Regions from separate parts of the Mus musculus genome. Here region 2 is linked to region 1. Evidence: chromatin contacts called from public promoter capture Hi-C data. All regions are on one chromosome and are shown on one strand. Each heading gives the region's core, a stretch centred on a gene start, on an enhancer-like site or on the middle of the called end of the contact. The rest is flanking DNA. Distances are from core to core; before and after follow the strand shown.

Evidence for each region. Promoter capture Hi-C pulls out the DNA fragments that hold promoters and counts their contacts.
Region 2: a contact with region 1 is called in a promoter capture Hi-C map of hippocampal neurons, with 2.7 times the contacts expected there. The contact joins the enhancer-like site here to the promoter of Hspb8 in region 1. A contact is called at or near these places in 5 of 39 promoter capture datasets (the C10 cell line, the HPC-7 cell line, HPC-7-derived erythroid cells and 2 more) and 1 of 9 other capture datasets (liver).

The regions. Positions count from the first base shown.
Region 1 is chr5:116,418,140-116,425,722 of GRCm38.p6, forward strand. It overlaps Hspb8 (heat shock protein 8), which reads right to left and starts at 4,725. Exons shown (of 3, transcript NM_030704.3): 1 at 3,974-4,725. The coding sequence starts at 4,340. Gm42009 (a long non-coding RNA gene) reads left to right here and starts at 4,854. Exons shown (of 2, transcript XR_878709.3): 1 at 4,854-5,282. Gm36841 (a long non-coding RNA gene) reads left to right here. Exons shown (of 6, transcript XR_878708.2): 6 at 1-622.
Region 2 is chr5:116,891,779-116,899,361 of GRCm38.p6, forward strand. No RefSeq gene overlaps it. Among named protein-coding and RNA genes, the nearest start is that of Gm42010, 15 kb to the left of the region's middle. Within about 2 kb of position 3,818, at least 37 of the 459 cell types and tissues checked have an H3K27ac peak or open chromatin away from gene starts, as enhancers often do. A contact at or near this core is called in hippocampal neurons, where this site is marked.

The sequences.
Region 1 (7,583 bases), core at 3,475-5,974:
ACTTTATTGCCAGCACTGAGTGGATAGAGAAATAGAAACTCAGAGGGGCTCCGTAAATCCGTGGCCACATCACTCTGAACATGCCTGCCTGATCCAGTGACGTGCCTGAGCTCACAGAGCAAAGATTTGGAAGCAGAGGATAGCAGCGTCCAGAGAGCCAGATGCTAACCCCTGCTTAGACACTTCCTGACAGGGTCCTACCCTTCTCTGGGTCTCCGTGTATTCTCTAAAATGTGAAAAATGGCCTTACTGGAGCTCTGGGAGACGCAATGGAGTAAGTGAGGCCCATGGCTCTCGCAAGCTGCGCAGGTGAACCTAAAACATCGATGTTTAAGAAAATGGTGAATCCTCAGAAGTGCATGGATCCTGCCTATGCTCTGAAAATGGGGTGCAGGCTGAAGGGACGGAAGGCCTCTGAGCAGGAAAGACTCCAAGATTACTAGGAAGGAAATGTGTGAGGGGAGGGCAGTGGAGTTAAAAGAGGTGGGTCAGCCTCGTGGCTAATCTGCATATCGTTTGCATACATTTGCATGCATTTGCATGCTGGACTTGCTTGTTGTTCCTCTGATGTTATACCAGCAAGTATAACTTATTATGCTTTATTATATAATTTATTTACATTGTTAATTAATACAATATTAATATTAATATATTTTATGTAATCGTTTATATACTATTATTTATTGATATAAAAATAAATATTATATAAATAACATTAAATTATGTATACATAAAATATATATATATATATAAAATTATTTACTATATAATAAAGTGTAACTTTATTAGTTTGCTTTCTGGTATTAGTTTGCTTTCTGGTTTACATTTTACCATCGATATTTTATCTTTGTGGGCAGAAGGAAGGGAAGATGGCTGCCTGTACAGAAAAATCATCTCTGCCATCCTAGGACAGCAGGGCTGTGATGTTTCTCACGTGACCTAGAGAACTGTGGCCCTGGGAGAAACACTGGTGTTGGGGGAAGCGATGGAACCCATCAAAGAAAGTTGCTGAACAGAGGCCCTAGGGACAAGACAAAAGCCTTTCCAGGCTTCCCCCAGCCAGAGGCTGGCCCAGCAGCCCTCGAAGGGGATCATTCTTGGCTGGTGGCTGTAGGAGAAGGCTCGGTGTGTGATGGAAATCGGGAGCCCACATTTTCCAAAAAGCTTCCCTGGAGTGAGGTATTCATACGGGATCAGATAGGTAAGAAAGGGCCATGCCTCAGATCTGTGAACTGCATGGAAAGCTCCAAGCTCCCACACCAGGAGGAGGCTTACTCATGATTTTGGCCCATCCGGCATCATCCAAAACTCCAAATAGCCTTTCCTCCACTCCCCCAGCAGCCGGCAGACAGAAGCAGATGACGAGGCAAATCTGGCCTAACTCCTTTGGGAGACCAATATTAAAGCAGAGGCCAGAGGGTTGGGGGTGGGGTGTCTAAGCAGGTCACAGTTTCAGCAAGAGTCAGCCAATGAACCTCCAGGCAGGTCTGTCTTTAAGTATTAGGTATTGGCAAAGAAGATGCAGGTGGTTGGTTGTGCTGGGTGTGTTAGCCTTCCCTAGGACTCAGTTTCACTATCTGTAAAATGAGCAGGGGTGGTGTTACAATCCTACCCACACTCCTTAAAAAGCCATTGTGAGTAACCAGTAAGCCAGCCTAGTTGGACATTGTGCAAAGGTCTGGCCTGAACTGCTTGCAGAACGACAGGTTCTTAACTATGGTGTAGCTGTTCCTGGCTCTGTTCCCTGGCTTTCCCTTGCTTTTGCAGGGAGTCCCGGACCTTAGTTCTCAAATTCCTTTCATGAGAGAAAGCTTTGGCACCCAGTCTCAGTGGGGCTCAGAGTCTGCAGAGTTGGGGCCACAGTTAGGGGTGAGTGTGCAGGGTTTATCTTTTGTGTCAGTTTCCAGGGTTTCCCATCTCACAGACAGAGACATCGGGCTCCGAGCATGCCCCGAACCTTGGGATCACTAAGGCCCATCTGTGGCTGAGACCTCAGCCTGTGGCTGCCAGACTCCACCTGTTAAGGAGCAGCTTCAAATGAGGATGGAGAAGAGACTACAGGGTGTGGGTGATTTGGAAGCCTCTGGATTATAATTAATTTAATCATAATTAAATCAGAACAAGGTGGGGTGATGATGAGCTCAGTCAGCAGGATGTGCCATTAACTCCATTTTATAGGCACTCTGGATATATGGTCTGCATTTACTACATCTTCCCAGTAGCCTTGCTTGACAGGAATGGTCACAATCCCCATTGCGCAGATGAGAACACTGAGGCTCAGAGTGATGAAAAGACTTCTGAGTCTGCAACCATACTGCTATCTCACAGAAGAGATGGGATTTGAACCCAGGTCTCTTTCAAAGAGTGTCTATCATTTATTATTACTAGAACATTCCCTTGTGCCCATACTATGACCACCAAGAACAAACTAACTGTTAGTACCCTGGGCACCATCTGTGCATTTACCATGTAGATAAAGATACCTTGGGGGCTACCACCATCCTTCCTGAGGTCCCATGGGGACCCCAGGAGGCCCAGAAAAAGAGTAAGGTCGCTGAAGAAATAATTAGCCTTCCTGTTGGTTAGCTAGTGGCAGAACCAGTGTTGGCTCGCCAGCCAGCCAGCCAGCCAGTGCTGGGAGCCCACACCCACATCAGCACGCCCCCTGAGCTAAGTGCCTGCTTGCCCCACCACACCCACACTCAGAGCGTTTGATGTTTACAATTCTACTCCAAGCGGCTTTAGAACACAGCCTCGCTCACTGCAGGGGCTTGTCCCTGACCAGCCAGTGCTTACAGCGGGGCTGTTATTGATTTTTCTGGCTGACAAGCCTCTGCCAAGAACAAGCTCTTTTTAATGGCCTGTTAATTGGGAGGGAGGCAGAGGAAAGCTTTGCCTAGGCCCAGCTTACCAGGGGCCAAGCTTCCTGTCCCCTCGGTCTTTTTTCCCCTGTGTATGTGTTCTTTCTCCCAGAGTGCAATGGGGTAAGGAAAGCCCTGGGCCTAGTGCTGCTGGGACCAGGCCTAGGCTCTGCTCTGGCCTTTCTGCTGACTCACTGTATGTCCTGGAACTAGGCCTCCTCAGCTGCAAGAAGGGGAGTAGACAGCCATGGGGTGAAGGGCCAGAGGAAATATATATATACATATATATATATATATATATATATATATATATATATATATATATATATATGTATGTATATATATATATATATTACATATATATTACACACACATATATATTACATATAACACACACACACACACACACACACACACACACATATATATATATATATATATATATATATATATCCTTCCTGGGTTTGAACCCTTTGCTACCTTGAACAAATACAAATTATGCTAATCCTCTATGTTCCTCCGTTTCCTAAAGTACAAAAGGGAGATGTGGACACACAAACCCTGTCCTCTGGTTGTATGGTTGTACTAACACAAGTGCTATGTGATGCTGAAGTCGTGGTTCAGCATATCGCCTGGCAGACAGCTCTTCGCCGAGGATAGGAGCCATACTGCAGACATTACCATCCAACTTTAGTCTCCTTGTCTAGTGATCGCACGGCGAGTCAGTGTGCTAACCCCTCTCCCCATGTCTCCAGAAGTCCTAGGTGCATCCATTTATTCTTTATATTAAATTATCTATTTCAAAATGTCTAGCCTGGCTTCTGCCAGCTCTCGGGTGGGGCACAGGGTCCTGAGGACCCCAGCTACTACGTCATATCCAAACTCATTCTGTTGCCCACTGAGAAACACTTGTCTCTGAAGGTAACATTGTGGGTTGCATTCTTGAGCCCTGAGATCACCTGTGCCATGTGGTCTGTCACAGGTCCCTTCTACTGAAGTTCTTTCTGGGCTGAACCTGTGATGGCGCACATGCGAGCACACAACACACACACACACTCACTCATACACACACACTCACACACACAAGCAGGACCCTGCCCGCCCCGACTCACCTGAAACTTCCACGTATCCATCCTTGGTCTTTACCATCAGCTCTTCCGGCTTGAAGCTGTGCACGTTGACACACACTTTCCAAGGCTCCCCAGGGAAGGGTGGGGGACTCCTGCCCTCAGCGGGCACTCCAAACCTAGCTGTGGCTGGAGGCCCTCGGGGTACCATGCCAGACCTTAGGGTTCCAGGCCAGGCAGAGGAGAGCCGAGGCAAAGCCCACTCTGGCCAAGGGGCTGTCAAGTCGTCTGGAAAAGGGTCCATGCCAAAGCCATCGTCCAGAAGGCGGGAGGAGAGCGGTGAGTCCCGAAAGGGGTCTCGGCGCAGGCGGCTTGGGTAGGAGCACGGGAAAGGCAATTGCCCGTCAGCCATGATGTTGGTCGAACTTAGAGGGGGAAACAGAGGCTCAGAGAGACAGAGCCACCTACCCAAAGGTCACACAGCAAGGTGATGTGGCTTGAGATGGCTTTCAGAATTTAGTTCTCCACTTCAGAAAATGCTGATCTTCCTTCAGCCACGAGCCCAACCATCCGCTGGCTGCCCAGAATTGAGCTGGGGTCCTGGCTTACAAAGGTGACCCCCTCCCTAAGCGGGCCCAGCAGAATCCCAGAGGGCCTCTCTCTCTCGCTTGGCTATCAGTAAGCCACCGGCTGCCTTCCTCCCAGGCTGCCCCGGCTCCCAGCCAAAGCCTGCTGAGGTCTTGAGCACAGCCAGGAGTTTAATAAAGCTCGGGGACTCGCGAGCCTAGAAACTTCTCCTGGCTTCTGGGCTGGGAGCCTTCTATTTATTTGCTGCTGGGGGCTGGGGGCGGGTTTTGCAAGCGCCTCCTGTCACAGGAGTATTCAAAGGTGATGAACCAGTCCCTGAGAATCCGCTGAGAGAACAACTGGGCTCTGGGAGCGGGTGGGGAGCTGGGAGGGGCCGTGGCGTCCGGGTCCAGCCAGCCTCTCAGGCACTCTCTCCTCCTCCTCCTGCTCCGCTCCGCCCCCGCCCTCCCTCTGCCTCCAGCAGCGTCCACTCCATCCACCCGTGCCCCGCAGGGCACTAAAGCCAGACTATTAATAACCCTCCGCCTGGCTGAGGGCTCAGGTCACACTCTGGAAATACCATCTTCAGTGCATGTTCTGTCTTGCCTCCTACTCTAGGGACTCGCAGAAGAGAGACAGCCCCTCATTGGATCAAGAAGTACAAGGAATCCCCACTTACAGTATGGCCCAAGTCTTACAGCCTCAGACTTCTGAGAACGAAATTTTAAAAAACGGCAGTTTAAGTTATGAAAAGAGGGACGTTGTCAGTCAGAGTCTATTGGGATAGGTAGGTCTTGGGGTGAGAAAACAGATCGGGTTCAACTCCCAGCACAGCCTGAGCCACTGAGGATTTACAGCCTGGAGGCAGAATGGGGGCCAATGGATGGGAAATGACCAGGGGGGAATCCAGGGACCAGAGGGAATTCTGGATAAACTGATCTAACTGGAGTCCTCTATATCTACAGACTGGGGTGGCCAGCTCTCGCTTTGAAAACCACTGATCAAGCATGGGAAGAGGTGATCAGGGGGTGATGGAATTATAGGGATTGTGTCTAAACTGACTTGTTCTTGTTAAAACTGGGTGAAGAGAATGCACCCCTGGGCCTCCAAGGAGGAGTCTGCCTGCAGTTTGGTCAAGGGAAGAGTTTCTATCAGAGGCAATATAACTCCAAGGCATGTCTGAGCTGCCTGTTTTCCACCTGTGGAATGGGGCAGGAGAGGAACCTGCTCTGGGACGTGTCGTCAGGAATGCGTGACATCATAGACTTCGGAGAGGAGTCTGTGCTTTTAAGTTTTCAACTTTCAACTTATCGGTTGCATAATGTTTGCTCATAAGTGCTTCATAAACAGGTGGTGGAACCCTCCTCTTCCGCGCACTGAGAGCTACAAGCTCCAGGACTGTATGACTGTCCCATTCGGCAGGAGAGTTAATGGTCATAAGTCATCAGAAAACTTTTTTTTTTTTCATTGACTGCCTTATACATTCTGGAAAGAATTTCAGCACAGAGCTAGCTGCACCTCTAATCCTCCTCCTTCTGTAAAATCATTTGTCGCCATGGGTTCATAAATAAAAACATGACACAGTGGGGTGAAGCTTGAACATCTGCCTAGTCCCAAATGCTATCCATTTCAGCGAACCCCTGTACACAGAACAGCCGTGCCCTGGAACCCCCTTTATGAACCCTGTACATACATAGAACCACTCCACACACACACCAAATCTGTGATGGGATGCAAACTAGGAAAAAAAAATATGTTTCTAATATCTTTCATGACTTATGTGTCCTTTGCCTACATTCTATCCTTCCTCATTACCTAATATGTCCCTCTCGTTATTCTTTTAAATGTTACTATGTTGTCCTACTATGCTATTCCTCACAGAGGAAATCCTAATCTGTAGTGTGCACGCATGTGTGTGTGTGTATAAGTGGGTTTATGTAAGCAGATAAAGAGACTTTTTTATTTCCTTATTCTTTACTCTCAAATAACATCTCAGTAGTCTACCTAGACTGGCCTTGACCTCACTCTCAGCTTAGGCTGGCCTTGAACTTGTAAGTTTCCTGCTTCAGCCTCCTGTGCAGGCTGGACTACAGACCAGCACCATGCTGGGGTTATATCTTTATTTCAAATAATAACAAGTATCTAGATGCACTGGTCTCCAGGTGGGATATTTTGAAAGCCCAGATCCAGGGAGAACCATTTCTAGAAACCTCTGCTCCTCCATCCTGCTAGGAAAATGAATTTAGGAATCTTTTAACCTACAGGTGTCTTGGGTTTGAGGTTCCAATCTTCAACAGCTGGGAGCTTGGGACTTGTCATTTTCCCTTTGAGAGTCTTGGGGTCCCAGCTCTGTTTTCTTTATGGGGTGAGCATGTTGGGGAATTTGAATCCCAGGTTGAGAAGACATTTTGGTAGAAAGCCGTCCTCTTACGAGGTGCTTTACTCAAAATAAGGATACTGAGAAGAATCACTCACAGTGGTGAGCCACTGCAGTAATGGTGGGAAATGTTCACAACCATCTTTGATACCGTCAACCCATTTTTCAGATGAGGAAATAGAGGAGAGCCAGCCCATGCACACAGATGTCCTGTGCCAGAAACTGTGTGGGAGAGCTGATTGGTTTGAATCTTAGATCTGTACTGAGTGAGTTGGCTGAGACCCCTGGCTTTTGCTCCAGTGGAGAGAGGGTCCCCCTGTCCTGACTTGATGTGTCCCCCCAAGTACCTGGGTGGCCTCAGTGCGATGCAGGATGAGCTCATTGCGCCAGAAGACTTAAGCTGACGTCATGGCTGGGCACAGACCGCAGCTGGGAGGGGCTGAGTGAGCCTGCAGCTAATTATGAGGAGAGTCACCCTGTATGATGAACAGGGAGAAATCTGGCCCTGCCTGGGTCCAGGCGGGGGCTGGAGAGAGGCTCTTCAGTGCCTGGGCTGGGCTGGGCTGGGCTGGGGGCCGTGAGGTCCCAGCTGAGTGCATGTGGATTTGGGTGGGCATTGCAGTGTGTGTTTATGTGCCGCTGAGCTGTATTGATTTATGAGTGAGTCTGTTTGGAGGACGTGTTCTAAAAGGTTTTCTTCTTCCTTCCCAG
Region 2 (7,583 bases), core at 2,568-5,067, 470 kb after region 1:
AAGCACCGTTTCTTAGCCTGGCTATGGGGCCGTTTCCAAAAGATATTAAAATTTCCCTGTTTTTAAATTTAGTTTTCACTGATAACATTAAATAAATGTATGTACTACATGTGACATTACACACAGACGTTCACTTAGCATCCACCTATGAGAGCAGACATGTCATTTTTTTCCCTTTCTGAGACTGGGGCGTCTCCCTTTCTCGTTTCTCTGCAAATCTCACAATTACCAAGGAAACCAGGGCTCTAGGAATACAATCACTTTTCCAGAGAGAGAAGAGCTTCTAAGTTCAGAAAGCAGAACTTGGACTCAAGTGTGCCTGAGCTTCCGAGGAAGCTACCCAGCCTTACCTTGAAGGTTCGAGCAGTATGCATAGGATAGATAGTCCAATTACCCAGGCTCCTATCAAAGATGCTCTGCTGCCTCAGTGGTAGGGCACATGAAGCCTCAGGCATCCCCACTGTTGGGATCTCGAGTGCATTGTTGATACAGGCATCACTATCACAAAGTAGCTGCAGAGAGTCCAGGGTGAATTACAGATGTCAAAACTGACACTTGGGTCCTTACACGGAATGGTGTCACATTTACCTGCAGTCTGCCCGGCATCCTCCCACAGACTCTCAGCCATTTTAGCTCACAATCTACACCTACCACAGAAGACAGACGCCACATGCCAAAGGAGGTCAAGATGGAGTTTGGTAGGAAAGGGCTCAGTGTCCACTCTGGGAACTGGGAAGGAGATCTTAAGAGGAGGTAGGGTGTGAGGATAAAACCCAGTTCATAGTGCAGTTGCCTGGCATAGACAAAGCTCTAGGTCTGATTCCCAAGATCCCATAAGCCAGACATGGTGGCACATACCTGCAGTTCCAGCATTCTGGAGGTGGAGACAGGAGGATCAGAAGATTAAGGTTACCCTCGAGGACATAGGGAGATTGAAGCCAACCTTGGGTCCATGAGACTCAAGTCTTAGAAAACTATTTTTAAGTTACATTATAATATAAATATAATGGAAATTATTGCTGTTCCATTAGGGAATAATAAGAAAAAATATCTATGCAGTCAATACAGTGGATTTTCCTCCGAATATCTTTCTTCAATATGGTCTCAGCTGTGTCCACCAACATAGAACTTTCATACACAGAAGCCTGTGTGCAGTGTCCCCGAGCATAAACTGCTGGAGAGAGATGTACTGTTGTGGTTTCACACCTAGCTTTTTATTTACCTGGGTAAGTTCCTTCCCGGAGAACTTAACACGGACCTGCCATCCCACACGGCTGCTGCTGCTTCGCGTTCACACCTCCACCCGCGTTCTCATTTCTTTAGTGTATCTTTCAATTTGAGAGATGAGAAATGGCGTCTCCCGGGTGGTTGGATTTGCAATTTTTACCACAAGCGAGGTTAAATCAATCATCTGTGGAGTGACTGCTCTTGAGTTGAGCAGAGAGAAGGTAATTCGGGAGCGAGGGGGACATGTGATGCTATTTATCAACATGAGGACCACGCAGCAGCAGAGGGCAGAAGCCCCCCCACCCCCGCCCTTTCAGGAGCAGCTTGAGCTACAGCAGAGCGCACACCAAGGTAGAGTTCAGCTGGAAAGACCTCAGTGCCTGTCCTCAAGCTGGAAGAGAGGTGTCAGGAGCAGGCAGGTGGGAACCCTGAGCAGTGAGAATCTCCCCTGTGCATCTCTCCCCTCACATGCTCTGCCTTACCTGCCTTCCCAGCTCCCAAAGCTCCGCCCCCTCTTGCCCCCTGACCTTTGTACTTTCCGTTTCCTCAGTCCTACCCCTACTCCTGCGGAGCCTCTTAACTTTTCAGGTCGCTTCTCTTCCCTCCGGAAGAGCCTCTCAGACACATTCGTGTTACCCTGTGACATCTGCTTTCCGAGGTAATTAATGAACTGTGTGTAATTATCCATATTCCCAGTCTATAGGCTCTGGATAGACCGCTGCCTCTGAGAGAGCCCAGTCTTACCCTTGGGCTCCCCCTGCCTTGGGTGCTGTCTGGGTGGTCGACTCGGTGTGTCTTGCTCGATAACCTGCATCAAGCTGGCGATGCCAGGTCTGCACATTGCATTTCTCTGCTGAGTTTCTTCATTGGTTCTGTCAATAGCTGGAAGAGAGCAACACCCCCGACCTCAAAGGACAGAACGCAAATGGAAAGGGGCAGGCTAGGGAGAAGAGCTTCCTGTGAGGCACCTCCCAACAGTGTCTTACAGCCAGCTTTCTCCACCTCTCCCAAGAAGAGGTTCAAGCCTCCAACTGCCGTTTACACTCCTTATCACCCATCTCCAAGGGCATCTCAGATGGATGTGATGCCTTCTTAGATCTGAGCCCTAATGCCACAGCCCCCTCTCCATAGCTTCTCTCTGCTGTTCTTTCCATATGTCCCCAAGGCAATGGGGGTTGGTTGGTCATTACCGGCATCCTTCTGTCACTAGGCCTCCAACAGCGCATGCTCAGTCATGCTGTTTCCTCTATCCACCCATAACCTACATCTTCCTAGATCCCTTCATCAAATCCTCTCTATTCAAATGCCTACTTTGGTTTCTGCCCTTCCTCGCTGAACCCCCGTTGGCTCAGCGACACTCGATGAAATTCCATTCAAGCCCTAGAATGTCCCATGGTCAAGAGCTTGTGCAAACAGCTGTTCCAGAACTGACAGTTGAGAATCTCCTGTGGGCCTGACATCATGGCGGGTCCTCGGGGTCCAGACAGGAAACAAACAGAATGAGCCAGGAGCATTCAGGTCTTCTCTCAGAGAACAGGAACTCCTTCTCCCTCCCCGATGCCCTTCCTAAAGCAAAAGCAAAGGTTCCTCCTGCCCTCTGCCCTCTGCCCTCTGCCCTCTGCCCTCTGCCCTCTGCCCTCTGCCCTCTGCCCTCTATGGTGATTTTCAGTGCGTTTGTTTGGGTCTCCGGAGCATGCAATCATCTCTTGCACACAACTGAGTTGACTAGAAGATTGCCTTTTGCTCCTCCCCTAGATGGCGCTATAGAGCATTGTGAACTGTGAAAAGCCAACCTCTGACCGGAAGGCTGTAACTACTCACAGCCGCCCTCAAGAGAGAACCTATTGGGCCCTCATTCTTTAAGTCTGGGAGGTGACACAGTATATACAGCATTTGAAGGTTGACTAAAGAGGAGACTCCATCTAGACAGCAACGGGGAAGTCATCATTCATTCTGGGGTGAAACTTTTTAGAGACATAGCCTCTTGGGGGCCATCTATGCCTTCACCCATGATTTTAGAAGCCAGGTGAGCTCATTCATTTGCCAAGCTGGACCCTGGCAATTGTTTTTAGATCTGCTCTCCATGATCTACCCAGAGAGAAAGTGGGAATTTGTTTATGTTTACCCAGAAAAAGGTTCACAGAAGGCAGCACCCACTCTCTAGTCTCTCCATCAGTCAAATGGTGTCTCTACAAATTGGCAGGCCTCCCTTGGGTGGTACCACCCCTCCCCCTGACTACTACAGGATCACCCATGAAGAAGGTACCCCAAGATGGGGGGTGGGGGGGGAAGCGGGTAAAGAACTCCCTAATTAGTTTTGGCATTATCAGCCTCCAGCAGAGAAACCTTTAATAGATGTAAAGGATGGCGTACTTCTGCGTGGGACCTTCAAATTATCCCAGACAGCCAGCAGAATTTGAGCCAATACGGGGTGTGACGAGGCAGGCTGGCAGGGGTGGGTGCAGAGAGAAGGCAGCCAGAAACCTAATTAGCCAGGGCTGCTCACACCAAGCGGCTCTGTTCCCGGCTGCCTCCTGACGCATGACATGTTGAAAAAGAAATCATTAGGGGGGCTCCTTGCACACAGCTCCTTGTTAGAAACGCATCCTCGACAGCCCTAATTGGAAGCGGAGAAGTGAGGAGGAGGCAGAGCACGGGAGGAAAGAAGGAGGAGGGTGGGCAGCAGTGGATTGTGGGTAATGCATACACAAAGCAGGCTATGTCCTCTCTCTTTCCATTGAGGGGTGTGTGTGTGTGTGTGTGTGTGTGTGTGTGTGTGCACATGGAGGCCTGAGGTTGATGTTGGGAATCTCCTTCAACTGTTTCTCCACCTTTGTGAAGCAAGGACTCTCAATCAAACCCAGAGCTCACAGATGTGGCTAGTCTGCCTAGCCAGTTTGTTTGGGAGAACCTTTATCTCCAACCTGAGGTGCCACTTGGTATTTTTGTAGGTACCAAGGATCAATTCCAGTTCTCAAGCTTGAACAGCAAGTGCTTTAACCACTGAGCCACCTTGCCAGCCTCCCAAAATGGGATGTTTTTGAAAGTTTTTTGTTTTGTTTTAATATATGAGTCTCTCTCTCTCTCTCTCTCTCTCTCTCTCTCTCTCTCTTTCGTGTGTGTGTGTGTGTGTGTGTGTGTGTGTGTGTGTGTGTGTGTGTGTGTATAGAGTCAGGTGTGCAGGTGCCCTGGGCTGCCACAAGAGGGTGCTAGATCTCTGGTGACTAGAGTTGTAGGTGGTTGTGAATGGCCATGTGGGTCGTTGGGAACCAAACTCAGGTACTCTGTCAGAACAGATAGTGTTCTTAACCACTGAGTCATCTCTCCAAGCCTCAAATAAGGCATAAGCTAAGGCTGACTCTATAGCTCCCACTTTTGTCCACTCCACCTATGGTAACCTGTAAAGGACCAGTTTCCAAGGCAGCCTGATGTAGGAAAACTGGCTATGAAACACAGGCAACATTTTCATAGTATGATTAAGATTTATAAACTGGTTCAAAAATACCGAAGCCTGAGCATGTTTTCTCCCCGCCCCCTTCCTTTATTCCTGTAGGAAGAAAAAAATCAATTACAATACATTCAAGTCATCTTTCTCAGAGCATTCTGTGCCTGTATATCCCAATATCTCATATTCAGCAGTAGAAGAGACATGGAGAGTTCAGGTTACAATCAACCTGTTCCATTTTCCCAGTCTAGTCATGCAGGGTGTTCTTTCACAGGGAATATTCACACCCCACCCTCTACCAATACAGGGAAAGCTGTTTTGAATTTTGATGCCCAAGTCAGCTGACTTCAAAGATAGAAAGACCTGATTCCTGCTCCCTCCCTGAGCATGTGGGCACTCTGAGACCAGCAACAAGACATTGACAAACCCTGAGCTCTGGTTCCCGCTTTGAGGATACAGACAACAGCCATCAGCATGTCAGCCTCTGGACTCAGGCTGCTACTGGGAAACAGAGACCCTCACGTCTACATTATTAGTGAGCCAGGACTGTCATAGAATCTGGGGGGGGGGTGCTAAAGGAGGTTGCCTAGTTAGTTTTATGTCAACTTGGTATAAACTGGGGTTATCTAGGAAGAAAGATCTTCAATTGAGAATCTACCTTCATTCAGTTGGCCCAAAGGCAAGACTGAGGTACGTTTTCTGGATGGATGATTGATGTGGGAAGGCCCTGCCAACTGCATATGTGTGCTGTCACCTCTGGGCAACTGGTCCTGAGTTGTATAAGAAAGCAGGCTGAGAAAGCCACTGGGGAGCAAGCCAGTAAGCAGCACCCCTCCATGGCCTCTGCATCAGCACCTGCCTCCAGGTTCCTGCATTGACCTCTTGTCCTGACTTCCTTCAATGGTATCCTTTCCTCCTCAAGTTGCTTTTGGCTGTGGTCTTTATCCCAGCCATAGAAAGCAAGCGAAGATAGGATGGTAGGGTCTTTCAGTAAGAGCCTAAAGCCACTACCCTTGATGTTTCACATCGAAGATGGGTACCAGACTTTTTTATTTGCCTCCCAAAGGTTTCCCCACTAGAGAACCCTCAAGAGCTAGGTGAGTGGGTGGTGAGCTCTCTAGATTGTATGCCTGGCCAACAGCTGCTCAGTCATGCTTGCAACAGAATTCCAGTTTAGTCTCTTAAGAGCTGAACATTTGTCCATGTGAATGTTTGGGTGTGCGCACGTACCTGGAAGCCAGCCTCAGACAGCAGTTCTCAGATATCCACCTTGGGGTTTTTGTGGGCGGGGGCACCTTGCTTTCAGGTATAGCATTTCCCATTGGTGTGGAGCTCACTCAGGAGGCTAGGCTGGCTTTCCAGCAAGCTCTGGGGATCTGCTCATTTCTGTGTCCCTATTGCTGAGATTATCAGGGTGAGCCACCACTCCCAGTTCTTTTGCTTGGGTATCTGCAGATCAAACTCAGCCCCATCTCCTTGGGTTTTACCAAATGAGCTGCCTCCACACTTCAACAACTCAATATTTGAAGGCAAATTGTACCCAACTCATCTCCAAGGGAAGAAAACCAACCATAAATAACACCTTTGCCCTTGTCAGCGACTGAAGTAAGATCGCCTGACATGGCTCTAACCATGATGGAAAATCTGATGGAAGCTCCTGGAAACGGATATCTTCATCTTCCAGAGTTGACACTGTCAAGACTGGTGTCTTGGTGCCTGGGGCTTCTTCAGCTGTCTCAGAAACAGAATGAAAAAGAGTAAGACCCAAAAGCCAGCCCCTGAGATGCTGGAAGACCCTGTAGTTTATTATAGAGCTGCCTTATCTAAAGACATCTTGATATAGAGGAAAATTATGCCCTGATCCACACTGGCTTTGTGAGAATTGTTCCTGTTTTTATCTGTGCCAGCACACTGTCCCATGTTGGATCTGGGATGAACAAAATCTTCTTGGTTTGGATGACAAATGGTGTAGTCTCCTTGCCTGGCAATAAACGGCCTTATTTTTAAAGCCATTTTGAGTTAAACTCACTCTCTGCATCCAAAATAGTCTAATTAAGCCAAGTTTAGAGAGGCGGGGAGGATATATCGGTATACATCTACACAAGTGTACAGGAGGGGCTGAAGTTCAGAGTGAAGGCTTTGTGGAATTTCCTATTCGTTACACCTTCTCCTCTTAGCTCTTTCAAAAACACTGTGACTATGAAAACCCGAAGCACACAAGGGAGGTGAGAGAGAAATGAAGCACATGAGAAAGAAATGAATACTGTGATGGTTTGTATATGCTCAGCCCAGGCAGTGGCACTATTAGAGGGTGTGGCCTTGTTGGAGTGGGTGTGGCCTTGTTAAAGTGGGTGTGGCTTGTTGGAGTAGATGAAGTCTTGTTGAAGTAGGTGTGGTCTTATTGGAGTGGGTGTGGTCTTGTTGGAGTGGGTGTGGTCTTGTTGGAGTAGGTGTGTCAATATGGGCATGGGCTTTAAGACCCTCAACTTAGCTGCCTGTAAGTCAGTCTTCACCTAGCAGCCATCAGATGAAGATCTCTCAGCTCCTTCTGCACCATGCCTGCTTGGATGCCACCATGTTCCTGCCTTAATGAAAATGGACTGAACTACTGAACCTGTAAGCCACCTCCAATTAAATGTCTTCCTTATAAGTGTCTGATCATAGCAGTAGAACCCTAACTAGGACAAACACCAAAGTTAGAATCTAAGAACTTATCTCTTCCTAGATGCCTCGTGAGTCTTTAAGGTAAGCCCTTCTTTTGTCATCGTTGTCGTTGGTTTTTTTTTTTTTTAATTCAAGATTTTTTTTTGAGACACCACACATACACAGAGTGTGTGTTCTGCATACAAAATTGCAGATGCTAGTAGGAACTAGAAGAGGGCATCAGATCCCCTGGAGCTAGAATTTCAGG